Linked DNA regions of Mus musculus: region 2 is linked to region 1. The links are chromatin contacts, called in public Hi-C maps. All regions are on one chromosome and are shown on one strand. Each heading gives the region's core, a stretch centred on a gene start, on an enhancer-like site or on the middle of the called end of the contact. The rest is flanking DNA. Distances are from core to core; before and after follow the strand shown.

What was found. A called contact is a pair of places that touch in the nucleus more often than the background predicts.
Region 2: a Hi-C map of the N1E-115 cell line shows a contact between it and region 1, with 4 times the contacts expected there. The contact joins the promoter of Cacng3 here to the enhancer-like site in region 1. A contact is called at or near these places in 5 of 39 promoter capture datasets (cranial neural crest, embryonic stem cells, liver and 1 more), 6 of 484 Hi-C or Micro-C datasets (the N1E-115 cell line, embryonic stem cells and liver) and 2 of 9 other capture datasets (adipose tissue and embryonic stem cells).

The regions. Positions count from the first base shown.
Region 1 is chr7:122,557,567-122,560,923 of GRCm38.p6, reverse strand. The region is part of intron 9 of Prkcb (protein kinase C, beta); the gene reads right to left. Among named protein-coding and RNA genes, the nearest start is that of Cacng3, 110 kb to the left of the region's middle. Within about 2 kb of position 1,788, at least 16 of the 459 cell types and tissues checked have an H3K27ac peak or open chromatin away from gene starts, as enhancers often do. A contact at or near this core is called in the N1E-115 cell line, where this site is marked.
Region 2 is chr7:122,669,982-122,673,338 of GRCm38.p6, reverse strand. Cacng3 (calcium channel, voltage-dependent, gamma subunit 3) reads right to left here and starts at 1,595. Exons shown (of 4, transcript NM_019430.2): 1 at 1,355-1,595. The coding sequence starts at 1,565.

The sequences.
Region 1 (3,357 bases), core at 539-3,038:
AAGGAAGTTAGCAGTCTAGAAATGATTTAGGCCCTTTAATAGCTTGTTTGGAGAAGGTAACCAAACTGGCTTGGCTTACTAAAGCATATCTCAAAGAAAAACTGGAAAGTGGAATAATGAGGAAATACTGTCCACTGGAAGTAGGTGCAGACCTGGGTGGGACTGAATTATTTCTTCCATGCAGTTTTCAAGTCTGCTCAACAAATAGCTGATAGTCGCCGTGCATGGTAAGGTGGGGGACATAAACCAGCCATTCTGTGGTTCTTATGCAAGGCTTCTGCAGATGAAAAAAGTCTCTTAGCTGAGCATGGTGGTGAACGGTACTCGTGAGGCTGAAGCAGGACGAGTTCCACAAATTAAAGGTCAGCCTGAGTCACAAAATGAGACCCTGTCTTAAAGCAGATAAAATTTCTTTATAAAATAAAAATAAATATAAATCTCTTTAATAAAGCATGGGTCTGTGACAGAAATGAGCTGGTTTTCATGCCAGGGGTCAAGGTAGCAGGTGCATCCAGAATTCAACATTTTTATTTCATTATTACTTTTATCGAGTGTGCAATATTTATGTGTGTGCAGATACACATGAACATGTATGTGGAGGCCAGAGGACTGTCTGGGGAGTTAATTCGCAGGAACTGTCCGTTTTCGTTAGTTGGCTTTAGAAGAACACACGTCATCCTTATTTGGCAGGCCTGCTTATATAGACGTCCATGTGAGGAAACATGGAAGGGCTGTGGCACACTGTGTGAGCTCCTCTGGAGGCTACACGGTGACTGTCAGTATCACCACAGTGTCCTCTCTGCAGAAAGTCCAGCTGATGTTCTCTGTGAGATGCTTGCTTTCTACATTTTTTTAAACTTTGTTTTGCTTTATTTTTGAGACACAGTCTCTCTCTATCTCCAGTCCTGGCCAGTCTCAAACTTGTGATCCTTCTGCCTCAGTCTCCAGAATGCTGGAATTATAGACAAAGTCTCACCATGTAGCCCTTGCTGGTCTGAAACTCAATGTGTGGTCAGGATGACCTTAAAATAAATCGTAGAGATCTGCTTGCCTCTGCCTCCTGAATGCTAGAATTAAAGGGCATACTGGTACCTTTTTGTTTTTTGAGACAGGATCTCTGACTGGTCTAGCTCACCAGGGATCCACCTGTCCCTACTTTCCATCTCTCAGATTACAAGTGTACTTCCCCAGACCCAGATTTTTGCCTGATTGCTAGACATGGAACTCGCGTAGTTGAGTTTACAAGGCAAGCACTTTTAGCGACTGCTATCTGTGCAGCCTCTAAACCTTTTTAAACGATGCTGTGATGTCATGCTTTAGGTTTAATCTAGCTGAATTTTTACCCTCTAGACAGACAAAGCTAGAAAATGTGAAGGAAGTTTAGAACTGAGGTCCTTGCTGCCTGGTCATATCTGGCTCCTGCAAATTCATTAAACAAAGGCCACTGTAGAATGGGAGAGACAGCTTCCACTGGCGGTAAGAAAAAGGTAGAGAATGAACAAGAAGACTTAAACCTGAGACTGTTGCCTGTGTTCCTCATGAGGATGCTTGATTGGGTCTAATATGAAAGGCTTAACTGAGTTACAGTAGAAATATATATAAGTATTATCTCTACCCTCGAGGCTACATCACCTCTCATTACTGACATTATTAGGAATGCACGGGTCGGTAATAGTTACTGAAGGTTTCTTTTGAGCTAAAAATAAATGTTAGTTAACTTGGAAGACCTTACACTAAGGGAAACAAGCCAGACACAGAAGGACAAAAACTACAGGCTCTTACAGGGAGTCTAAACATCCTCAAACTACAAAGGAGCTGAGAGAGGTTCTTTGGCGAATGGGGGCAGGGGGAGGGTACGGGCAGTGGGGGGATGGGGAGACGCTTACAACTTCAGTTATAAGGTTTGAGAGATTTAATGTATGCCACATACAAAGTCCTGGAATGTGTTCTTGAAATTTGCTAAGAGAAGCCTTAAGTGTTCTTCTAAGAAAGAAAGAAAAAGAAGGAAACAGAAAGGACTGAGAGTAGAGATGCCTAATAAATAAATAAACTTTGCAACATGTCTGGCTTAGTTATTTCTTTGAGTTGTATGTTAAGCCTGACAAAAGCTAGACGGTTAAAATAGAAGCAGGTTTAATTTGACCGTTTTGTAGATGGTTCTCAGGAAAACAAGCCAGTAATTGATGCCTTTTACCAAAAGACAATGAGACGAAACCCTTAAGGGTCTGTCATTCATTTAAACAATTAGGTGGCACAAAGAAAGCCTGTTTCTTTATAATCAGATCTGCCTTGTTAGCCTAAAACGGCTGTGTTGTTGACATGACAGACCACTGCTGCTGGAGCCTGCTGCTTCTCTGGGGCAGGAGTGGATCACACTGAGTACCATGGATGCTGTGAGGGTCACTGGGTTTCACTCCACTCCCTCTGCTGCATGACTGCAAGTCTCTCACTGCTGGAGCCCCCTATATCTGTATCCCTAAACTGGAGATAATGATAACCCTACCTCATTAGACCATGCTGCAAATTAAATGAGCAACACCAGAAATATTCACATGCACTCCCAGGGCTCAGAAGTAGAGGACAGATTTCTGCAACAGGGCTTTGCGTGGTCAGTACACAATGCACAGCACAACACTGGGGGAGATGGATGAGGTGAAGCAAGCCACGCCTCCTCTAACCCTATGTATCATCCTCATTTGACTATCTCAAGTATCTCCTCTGGGTATTAGATGGTTGCAGACCTCTGGTTTCTGCTATCATGATTTTTGTAGGAAAAGTTAAAGATGTGAGATTAGAACATCGCTGTGAATCTCTGATGTTGTATGAAGGGATGCATGCATGGCAGGAGAGGAAAAATGGAAGCTCCATAGTTGGACTTGAGAGTCCAATTTTCCTGTTTCTCACACACACACCCCCACCTTTGTGGTGTTAAGCATCAAATCCGTCACTCTTGGCATGCCCGTGCAATTGCCTAACTACAGAGCTACATTCCTAGCCCTTGAGTTTTGTGAGTTTTGTGGCCTTGAACTTGTGATCTCTTGAGATCTGGCTTTTCAGACATGTACCACCATGCCTAGATCATTAAACCCTGTGCAGAGTTTTTGATCATGAGCCCCAGGGCCCTTCAGTAATATGGCCTGATTTAATATGTGGTATTGTCCCTTAAAGAATCAGGCAGTGTGTAAAAGAATATATAGGCCAAAAGGAAAGTCTTCCTTTGATCTGTGGGCCAGAGAGGTTAGTTATTCCTACTCTCTTGTTAGAGCCCTTGTCCACACCAAATACACCCGCTCTCAGAAAGTATGTCCTTATTATTCTGCCTGTATGGCTGTCTCTTCCTCTTGGGCACAGGAAAAG
Region 2 (3,357 bases), core at 346-2,845, 110 kb before region 1:
TTGGTGTTTTCTGACTTCACATGAAGTAGCCCTTTCCCTCCTGGGTTTCCCACCAGTTGCAAATCTGTGTTGGAAACAGAATCAACTGTAGTGGCGCTATAGGCAGGAGAGTTCAGAGCGTCAGGACGTGGGAAGGAGGCCAGAGAATGATGCAATATTACACTAGCAAGTGATGTCATAGCATTAGTTCCCAAGTCATTTACATAAATGCGAGTTCCCAAGAAACCCTGAGAAATGCCACAGGGAATGCAGGGGGAGGAACCAAGGGAGATCGAGGGGAGGGGAGGAAGCCTGTATTTTCCTGACTATCACTGTGATAAACTTCACTGACTTCCTGGAAGCCAGAGAAACAGCAAAAATCAACCAAGCAGACAAAATCCCTTCTTAGTGGCCCTTTAATCTAGTGGCTCCCTTAGGTAGCAGGTTCACAAAGCTTTGATTTTCTTCATTATTTTTTCACTCCTTGTGATACCCAGGTATTGTCCACTGAAACTGACAGTCACTCTTCAAGTGGTGAAGCAAGTTTAGTAGTGACATAGGCTACCTAAGAGCTCCACATTCTAAAATGGCCTGCCCACCTCATTATAATTTAGAGCAAATCCTCTAATTTTTAAAATTAGAAGCAATGAGATGCAATTCTCAGAGTCAGTCTTATCTAAATGTCAAGGAAATACATTTGCTGGTGATGGGCGTGATTTATGAATGAAGTCAGGTGGAGAGCAAACACCAAGACTTCAGTTTTATTTTGAGCCTAAATAATGAAACACTTATTCATAAAGACATTTTCTTTAGATGTGAGGGTGTGGGGATTAGGGCTTACATATTGTTCCCTAGTATAAGTTAACAAAGGGAGTTCATGACAATGTCTAGTTGGACCAAACTCAGAAGAGGCTGGTAAGCTTTTATTGATTAAAAGATAAAAAACCAGATCAGAGTGCTCCAGGTTAGATCAGTCCCTCAGCACCTTCCTGTCTTCTCTGCTTCCATTCCTTAATAATCCCCATTCACCAAAATGTAATTAAACAAATCCAAAGTCTCCTTCTATAGACAGAAATCCAAGCAGTGCACAACATGCTTAGAGACTCGGGATTAGAGGCTTTCTCAACTGCAGAAGGTGTTTAAGAGCGTTACAAAATCACATCACATTTGGCATAGACCAAAACCAATCAACAAGACCCAACCCTTCCATCCACACAGCACCAGGCTCCGTGGAAGCATAGTCTGGACCCTCACATATTTCCAACAACAATTAAAACTATTTTTCTTCCCCTCCATTGCCTCTATTTCCCCCCCAACACATGTCAGGACATTAGAAGCAGATCATTCAGAGCCAGTGAGAGGAATTTGTAAGTACCTTCCAAGCAGCAGGTCCTCCACAACCCGGAGTGGGTCATTACTTCTTCATTCTTCCTGCTGGTTTCATTGTCACTTGTAGATTTAGTCCTGCACACACCTCTGGAATATAGCCAGTAGTCCGTGCCCACTGCAATGGTCATTAAACTAAAAGCTGCGAAGGCTCCTACAGTAGTGATCAACATCTGGATACCTCTGTCACACATCCTCATAATTCTTCATGGTACTCTGAACGGCTGGGGGTTGGAGGGGTAGATTCAGTGACAGACGGGAGAATCACTCTGCAGCTGGGTAACCTAGGACGGCCTCTTCCAAAAATCCAGATCTCCTTTTGTCAGCATCCACGGGGACTTTGGGAAAGCTGGGATTTCCTGTCTTGGGCTCTCTCCAGTTCCCCGAGTCCTCTATGGCCCTCGGGAGGGTGCGGGCTCCAGGGGGTTGGTCCACATCACTGCCGCGGTCAGAGGATTCCTGGGTTGCTTTCATTCCTCAGGAGCTTGGTGAGGACTAGCGTTTGTGCAGGGCATGGCTTCGGAGCTTGGAGCTGCCAGCTTGGTTTGAGATGCGCCTGGTTTCTCACAGCCCCGAGAGACTCAAGGCAAAAGAAACCCAGAGAGGTCTGGTGTGTGAGCGTGTGAGCGTGTGTGCGTGTGTGCGCGCGTGTGTGTGAGTGTGTGTGTACGTGTGTATGTGTGTGTGTGCGTGTGTATGTGTGTGTGAGTGTGTGTTTGTGTGTGTGTGCGCGCGTGCGTGCGTGTGTGCGAGCGCGTGTGCTGGGGGTGAGGGCGGATGGCAAAAAATAGCTCTGCTGGGAGGCGAGTCGCTGAGAAGAGTGTTCACTGCTTCCCCAGCCTCCCAGGAAAGCTCTCCGCCTGCTCTCCACACCCCCGCGCAAACTGGAGAAAAGGGAGAGTCCTGGGGCGGGGGCCGGCCACTTGCGTCGGAGAGCTGAGGTCCGTGGTGCTGAGCGGACAGCTCCTCTCCTGTTGCCCAGCCTCCCACTTCTCAAGGCCGGGTCGTTGGAGGTCCGTGGTGCTGAAGGGACAGCTCCCCTTGCCGCTGCACCGTTCCTCGTGGTCCTAGTCTAGGAACTCCGGGTGCTGAAGGGTCCCTTCCCTAACACTCTCCTAGTGCGTTCCTAGAGCCAGCCAGCCAGCTCAGCTCTGCGTACTCAAGCCCACAACCAAGCAAAGTTTCGGGAGCCCAGGGCAATCAGCATCAGGGCTTCAGGGCACTGCAGTACGGCGGATCCGGCTCCTCAGAGGGAAGGGTTAAGGACAAGGGCCCACAGCGCACTCTGGCGCGCGCGTTATCTCAGAGCCCACCCCACGCAGCATTCTCTAATCAACCCTCCTCCTCATCCCTGAGCCCAATGAGCCAGGCAACTTTGCTCTTTGCTGCAGGAGTCCACTAGGGAGACAGAAGCCGGGAAAGATCTAATCTTTTTAAAGGGATGGGAGACTGACTGGTGGCTCACTTGGGTGGGCAAAATGTTGTCTATGTGTATTTGTCTCAATTTCATTCCTCAGAAAACAAACCAATATGTCTACCCTCCTGTCTCCGGAGCTCAGATTTACACAGGAGACAGTGTGCTTACATCAGACCCAGAACCATTCATATGTATATGTGAACATATATACCTCTAAAGGGCTGAAGGAACTAAATGTACCTAAACTGTTGTTTACATATCAGGGACCTTGGATGAAGGGATGTAAAGGTTTGATTTCTGAATACACTTCTTAAATATTTTCACACTTTTACATTTGAGGGGGTGGTGAATTCAGGATGAGAGAGCATTGAAAACGTCAGCTTCTCTCCAAAGGCCCTGGTGCTGTTCATTTGTTAACATCTTCTAAGTCAGACCAGGATGCAGGTGTAATTAGGTCTGGGCTCCTTGCTTGCCCAAAGCACAAATGTCATCACACACCTGTGAGTTCTTTCCCTCAGAAATAGCAAATGCTGAAAAGAACTGGCACAGACCAGCTTCCCGGTTCCATATGTTCT